Regions from separate parts of the Anser cygnoides genome. Here region 2 is linked to region 1. A link is a contact called in public Hi-C data. All regions are on one chromosome and are shown on one strand. The core of a region is the stretch at or near the end of the contact, and the rest is flanking DNA. Distances in the headings are between cores, read along the strand shown.

Region 1 (3,422 bases), core at 258-2,757:
CGATCTCTTCCAGCAGCCCTCTCCACTTCAGCATACTTTTCCTAGTAGTCATCTTTTAAAAAATACACAGTACGCATTAGGACCTTGACAAACTAACAATTTTTGTGCCAGCTCCTGCCACTTTTGTGAATGGCCTATGAGCTAATTCAGGTTATTGCAGCTTTCTGTTATGACCTGCTGCCCCTGCTGTTGTCCTAGCAGAAACAGGATTCCCTGTGAAAGAACATTCAAATGAAAATTGTCAATGCTGTAGTAGCTCAGTGAAATGACTAAGTTAAGTAATTGCATTAGCCTTACTAACTTGTAGATTTCCTTTGCTTTTAGTTTTCGAAGCAGTAGTGTAATTTTCAGGATGAAAAAAAGTTTATCAGAAATATTTTGAACAGTCCCAAGTTGCTTCTATCCAGCTTTCCTTAAAAATACAGAGAATAATAGCTTTTCTGAGAAGACATCTTTTTAATATTTCCCTTCTCAGACATCTGCAGACTGTGATGCAGCACATGCATAAAGCATATCTTCTCCTTTTCTCACTTATCTTCTACAGATTCTGTAGAAGGAGCTCATGGATATTGAAGAAGGGACCTGTTTCTAGACTATAAACTAACATTGACCTTAGCATTTTTCCTTGCCACTTAAACACGTTGGCTAAGTTTGTGATAGCACAGAACTGTTGACTACTTACAGTTTGTTTACTTTTTTGTATTACTAGTATTACTTGTTTGTTTGTTCTACTCTTGCTTCTGTTTGATATTCAGGATTATCTTTTCTTACTTGAAATGCTTCCTTAATTTTGTTGTCCTTTCCCCATGCCTCATTTAAGAAAATTTTGGAACAGAAATATAAGCAGTGTAGATCCTCATGATACCTTTGCATTTCAGAAAATTTTGAACATCTGTGACATTGGAACTTGGCAATGCACCAAAAATGATCTGCCCTTTTTAAACATGTGGGCTGATACTATGTCTTTTAAGGTTATTTCCACACAAAGCACTTTACTGGCATAAAAGCAAAGCATTGCCCATACCATCTCGTAGGGCTCTGTCAAATGCCCTTCTCATATGACTTCTCTTTCTAGTTCTGCTTAAGTTTCTTTAAGAAACCTAAATGTAACCAGAATGCATCCATAGATATGAGAGTAAGTAACCAAGTGGAGAACTGCAGTCTCCAGAGCTGTCCTGTCACATATGCAGCAATATAATTATGGTTTTATAATTTTGCCAGTGATTTTCCATATGTCAAAAAGTCAGAGTCAGTAGTGGAAATGTGTAAGTAAGTCCCTTGGTGACAAATCTTAACCATGTTATCTCAGGAAATTTCCATACTGAAGTCCTGTCACTTCTCTGTGTGTGTGCCAGCCTAGGCTGGACTTTTTGGCAGGGCTTTTCATCCTTGTTTTGGGTTGGACTCGGGGAGGTGGGAACTCCCTCTGCTGGTGCCATGTTCACTGTCTTGCACACATCCCATCTGCCGGCAGGTGGGCAGGATGTCTCCTGTCCTGTACGTCCCTTACGTCCCTTTTTTTTTTGGCAGATGGGCAGGATGCCCGTGTTGGCAGAAGTAATTCAGTACAGTGAGTGAGACAAAGGTCAAAGATAGCGTTCTTCAGATTTATTCTGAGTAAGCTATAAATAAAAGCAATGAGTTTAATCCAGCCTTCAGCTGGCACTGACGAAGAATATTAACTGACCTTCTTGGGACTAGGATTTTATACAATGACTTTTTTAGTATCCTTTAAAAAAATCTATTGTGCTGGATAATTATCACTATCCTTTGCAGAGCAACTAATCGTTTAGTCCTGTTACAGGATTTGGTTCTGGAGAAGCTGAAGAGTCAACAGTTGTCTAGTGAGCTGGACAAACTGAGCCAGGAACTGGAGAAGATAGGATTGAACAAAGAGCTGCTGCTACAAGATGACAATGGCAATGATGACACGTGAGGAAACTGAGCTCTTCTTGTCATTCTTTTGACTCTGCAGGCTTTTCCTCAGCCAAACTCTTAAGCCCTTTGCCTTTTGATTCAATTCTCATCTGTCTCACTTCAGTTATCCTTACTAATTTTGGACATTAAGCATATTTTTCTGTAGCAAGCTTGGCAGTATACTGCAAGCTTTGCCAACCCTTTTCTTGGTAGGAAGGAAGAAATGTCATTCTCTCTCCATGCTAGCCAGTATTATCACAGTACCCTTGCAGAGCAGCTGGGTAGCTATTCTAGCAATCCATTGTGTAGATTCCTCCTGTTATTCTTTTTACAAGTAAGAATAGTGTCTAAGAGTAGTCAGGCATTGGAACAGGTTGCCCAGGGAAGTGGTGGAGTCACCATTCCTGGGGTTGTTTAAGGAAAGTTTGGACCTGGTGCTTAGGGACGTGGTTTAGTGGGTGACATTGGTAGTAGGATGATGGTTGGACCAGATGATCTTGGAGGTCTTTTCCACCCCTAACAATTCTATGATTCTAACTGTCCATTAGTTGGTGTGCGTCGTGACTTCGAGTAATTGGTGATCCAACCACCTGTTAATATAAACACAGATGTTGCCTAAGAAATTATTGATCGCAAATCCTAGAGCCATGAACAAAGAAACTCCAATGACACGTGTGTACAGGTCTCTTGGGTAAGAGCTAGTTAGAGAAACATACCTATTCTGCAGGAGTCTTTAGGGCCTATTGCTGATTTTTCTCCTTGTCCAAAATGTACAAAAGAGACATGAGAAGAAATTTCTGCAGTGTAATTAAGGGAAAAACAGAAAAAAATATATTCCTAAGTTATGTAGCTCTTAGATATTTCTATAGGTCCATGTTGGTTGTAACCCCTATTCAAATTGATTGGGTTTTCCTAAAGCAGCTTCCCTAGCTGTAATATATCAGCAGAGATCTGCGGCAGTAGGGGAAATCATGTTCCTGAAGCAAATACTTGCAATGTAACATATGATGGTATTTGGAATGGATGAAGGCAAAATCTCCTATATAGATGGTGGTGGCTCATTTCACAGTGGTAGATATTGGAAAGCTGTTCTCATGTCTTTCAGAAAATACAAGATTCTGGAGAGCAAAACTGAATCAGCACTAAAAACAACACTAGCTGTGAAAGAGGAAAAGATTGCAATGCTGGAAGCTCAAGTGAAAGACTCTCTGAACTTGAACCAGCAGTTACAGAATGATCTAAATATGGTAAGAGTGGTTCTGCATATTCACATGTGTTTCATAACTGAGCAAGAACAAGTTGTCTGTACATTTTTCCCCCACCACATATGCACACTCCCTAAAAAACCTTTTTGGCCTGCCTGCTTTCTCTTGTCCCATTCAGTATAATGGCACCAGTTTCAGCAAAACTACTGGGCTGGGGTCTATGACAGAATTTTTCAAGGTAAGGACCACCTGCAGATCTGTTTCTCCATGTTTTTTCTTTGTTGCCATTGTGTTGTTTTT
Region 2 (3,347 bases), core at 697-3,196, 67 kb before region 1:
TATTCTGGCTTCTCTGAAGGGGTTGTGTGTTTTTCAAATATTATTCAGTCCTTTTTCTTTTGACTATTCATTAACACAATCATCCTCTGCTGTAAGCACAGCAACAGCTTTAAATTTTGTTTAATGAAATATATTCACAAGGCAGGAGATCACAAGGCTTCAAGAAGTTAAATTATAGCAGTCTGTCTCTCTGAAGTGTTGAGAAACAATTAATCATTCCCTTTCTCTCCATACCTGAGCAGGAGTTGTTACACTCAAAAGCATGCTGTTTGTCCTTCCAACTACAGCAAACAGCGTCCCTGCAACCTCCTTCTTTTCAGTAGCAGAAAAGCTGAGACAACATGATTCCCACAGCACAAGGTAAGTGTAATTTAACTGTTTGTTACCCCCTGGTACATCCTCACGAGGACCTTGGAGAGAAGTGGCTGCACCAGGTTGTAAGCAAGGGGCAGCTCACAGAGGTCTGGTCCCTGGTATCATGTGTTGGTCCACAAGATTTAAGGATGTTTTGATCATGCCTGATCATTAGCATGCTTAAATAGCATGTTCACTAGCTAACTGAGGGCCGTTCCTGTATAATAAATGGGATCCATCCAAGTGCAGACCTGGAGTTTTGGGCTACTCCTGGTGTCTTTAATAAGAGCAGGGAGGTTTTCCTCCATGAATGCTTCCCCCTGCGGGGCTGGGCTAATGAAGCAGGCATCGAGCAGGGGTAGTGCAGGCAGGAAGGTGCCATCTTCCCTCAGGCTGACCTCGCCTCAAAATGGCTGATGAGGGGTGACCAACTCAGGACAACCCCTGCTCTCCAACATGGGGGAAGTTTCCCTTTTTCTTCCATAGACGTCTCAGATGACAACATCCCTCCCACTAATGTATCTGAGATTTACTGCCAGATTTCCTGATTATCACTGACTCTACCTACACGGCTGCCTAAAATAAAGATCCTCGTGAAACAAATAATTAAAACTGATCTTATGTGGGACAAGCAGGCCGCTGCAAAGAACAACATTGTCTGTCACTTCGTAATGGATTGCTTACAAACCGCTCAGTTCCTACAGGCAAAACAACATCTGTCCCTCCCCGACAGAACGAAGCTACACACGTGTACCCACATCCCTTCTCAAAAATAGGGGTGGGAGATTGAGTGGTCAGTAAGAAAAAGAATTGCAGATACAATTTGCCTGACTTGGTAAGATCCAAAATATATTTTGTGAGTTTACTGTGATTAAATGAGACAGACAAAATGCATTCTGAAGTGGCTGATGCACAGACTATTGTATGAAAAATAGAACACGCATTCTGGGGAAAAATAAAGTGGTGTAGTCATCCAGATACAACTAAGAAACAGAAAAAGTCCATTAGAATTATGGGAGAATGTCAGATTATCTGGAATTATTATTTTTTAACTAAAATAAATTAAGTTCTGCCCCCATTCCCCCCCCCCCCCCGGGAAATAATTCACTTGCTGAGCGATTGCTGTGGGTGCTGGGGCAGCAGTGGGCCCACGGGCTGCTAGCCATGGCCCACGGGCTGCTAGCCACGAGCTGCTAGCCAGGGCCCCGCCGTGCTCGGCCCCGCAGAGGAGCGCTGTCCCCTTGGCAGCGGTATCCCTAACAAACCACCTGATGCTGCTTGAGGACAGCAACGAGGACCGAGTGCTGCTTGCCCCTCGCTTCGTTTTACTGGAAGCGGGCGTGAGATCGTGTACACCCCCCTTTTTTCCAGAGATTTTCCCTTTCTGCCCGCTGGCGCTGAGCGGGGATTCAGCTGCCCCCTGCAGCCCCCACGCAGCCACCTCAGGGCCGGGCGGGGGCACCCTCCGCCTCGCCTCCTCCCGCCCCCGTCTGCCTCCTATTGGCTAGCGCCGGCCGCTCGGCGGCTCCCATTGGCGGCGGGCGCCGCCCGTCACGGCGGCCGGGCTGTAATGGCCGGGGCGAGGCCGCGCCCCGCCGCAGGTAGCAGCGGGGCCGGGACGGGGCCGCGCCGCGCGGGCTCCGGGAGCGGCCCCGCAGGAGCCTCCCGCCTCCGCGCCCACCCCCCGCGGGCGGCCGTTGCCCCCCGCCGCCATTTCCCTTCCCCGTTCCCCTTCGCCGAGCTCCGCCGGGCCGGGGGGCGATGAGCCGCGGCTCGCCGCCGCTGTAGGCGGGCGCTGCCCGGCGGCGGGGCCATGGGCTCGGCGCCTTTGTCTGCCGAGTGAGCCGGCCCCGCTGCCGCGCCCTCCCGGCGACATGGACGTGACCGTCTCCGAGCTCCTGGAGCTCTTCCTGCAGAGCCCGCTGGTGACCTGGGTGAGTCCGGGGGGCAGGCGGCCGGCGGGCAGCTCCCGAGGCACCTGCTTCGGCCGCAGCACGCCCCCGTCCCTCTTTTCCGTCCTTCATCCTTCCTTCATCCTCCCTTCCCTGGCAGGTGAAAACCTTCGGGGCCCTGGCGAGCGGCAGCGAGGACAAGCTGGGCATGTACATGGAGCTGGCGGACGGCGTGCTGCTCAACAGGATCATGCTGCAGATGTGAGCGGGGGCACGGGGTGGGGGGGGGGAACGGCACCGGTCGGGCGTCTGCCTCCCTTCCGACGCCTTTAGGAAAGTAACAAAAAGAAAGGGGGGGAATGCAACCCTCCGTCCCGTCCGGGTTTGCTTTGCTGCTTCAGCTCCTTCTGGTTTTGCACGCTTTTAAACGGCTGCCTCGTTTTTAGCGTGCTCGCGCCCTTCAGGAGAGGCTGCGTTGCAGGGTAAATAAGGAAACGAAAGCGCTTCATCAGATGAAGCTTTACTGGGGGGGTTGCATCTGAAGCATGTCTACGTGGTCGTGTAAGATTTGGCGTTAAAAACAGATTGGTAAAGAGAAAACTTTACTTTGGTAGCTAGTGTGTTTTTCAGGCAGTGCTGTAGAGATATGTCTCGAGGAAACTTACAAGTAGGTTAAAAGCCCAGACTGAAAATAACTCTTTTCTTTTAACCCTGAAGTAAATTGTTGTTAAAGCATCCATTTTTAACCACATCCTTTCCTGTCACTGCTCTGCTATGCGCAGATCCTGGCTGTTTCTGTTTCGTCTTTGTAATTGCTTTTAAATACTCAGAAATGCATCTGATAAAGAGCTGGCAGGGAAAGGTATTTGACTTGCAGGGGAGGAAGCTTCCAACATCACCCAGTTCTGGCACTGCCCTTTTCTCACAGAACGAAACCAAGTAAAGCTCAACCAGTGATGTGAAGTTAGGCCAACTTCAAGCACATAAATGAAGAGTGTATATTAGGATCTTTAAACAGAATTCTTTTTTTTTTGAAAAGTAACTTAAAAAAAAGTGTGAGAATCTGTGTCCCACCCTCTCAAGTTGGCAAGTTCTGTTATC

The links. A called contact is a pair of places that touch in the nucleus more often than the background predicts.
Region 2: a contact with region 1 is called in a Hi-C map of granulosa cells, with 2.5 times the contacts expected there. The contact joins the promoter of CCDC88C here to the enhancer-like site in region 1. A contact is called at or near these places in 3 of 7 Hi-C or Micro-C datasets (granulosa cells and liver).

The regions. Positions count from the first base shown.
Region 1 is chr5:49,658,671-49,662,092 of Taihu_goose_T2T_genome, reverse strand. CCDC88C (coiled-coil domain containing 88C) reads left to right here. Exons shown (of 30, transcript XM_066998255.1): 16 at 1,805-1,932; 17 at 3,023-3,164. Among named protein-coding and RNA genes, the nearest start is that of GPR68, 25 kb to the right of the region's middle. Within about 2 kb of position 1,507, at least 1 of the 3 cell types and tissues checked has open chromatin away from gene starts, as enhancers often do.
Region 2 is chr5:49,726,367-49,729,713 of Taihu_goose_T2T_genome, reverse strand. It overlaps CCDC88C (coiled-coil domain containing 88C), which reads left to right and starts at 1,946. Exons shown (of 30, transcript XM_066998255.1): 1 at 1,946-2,288; 2 at 2,407-2,507. The coding sequence starts at 2,229.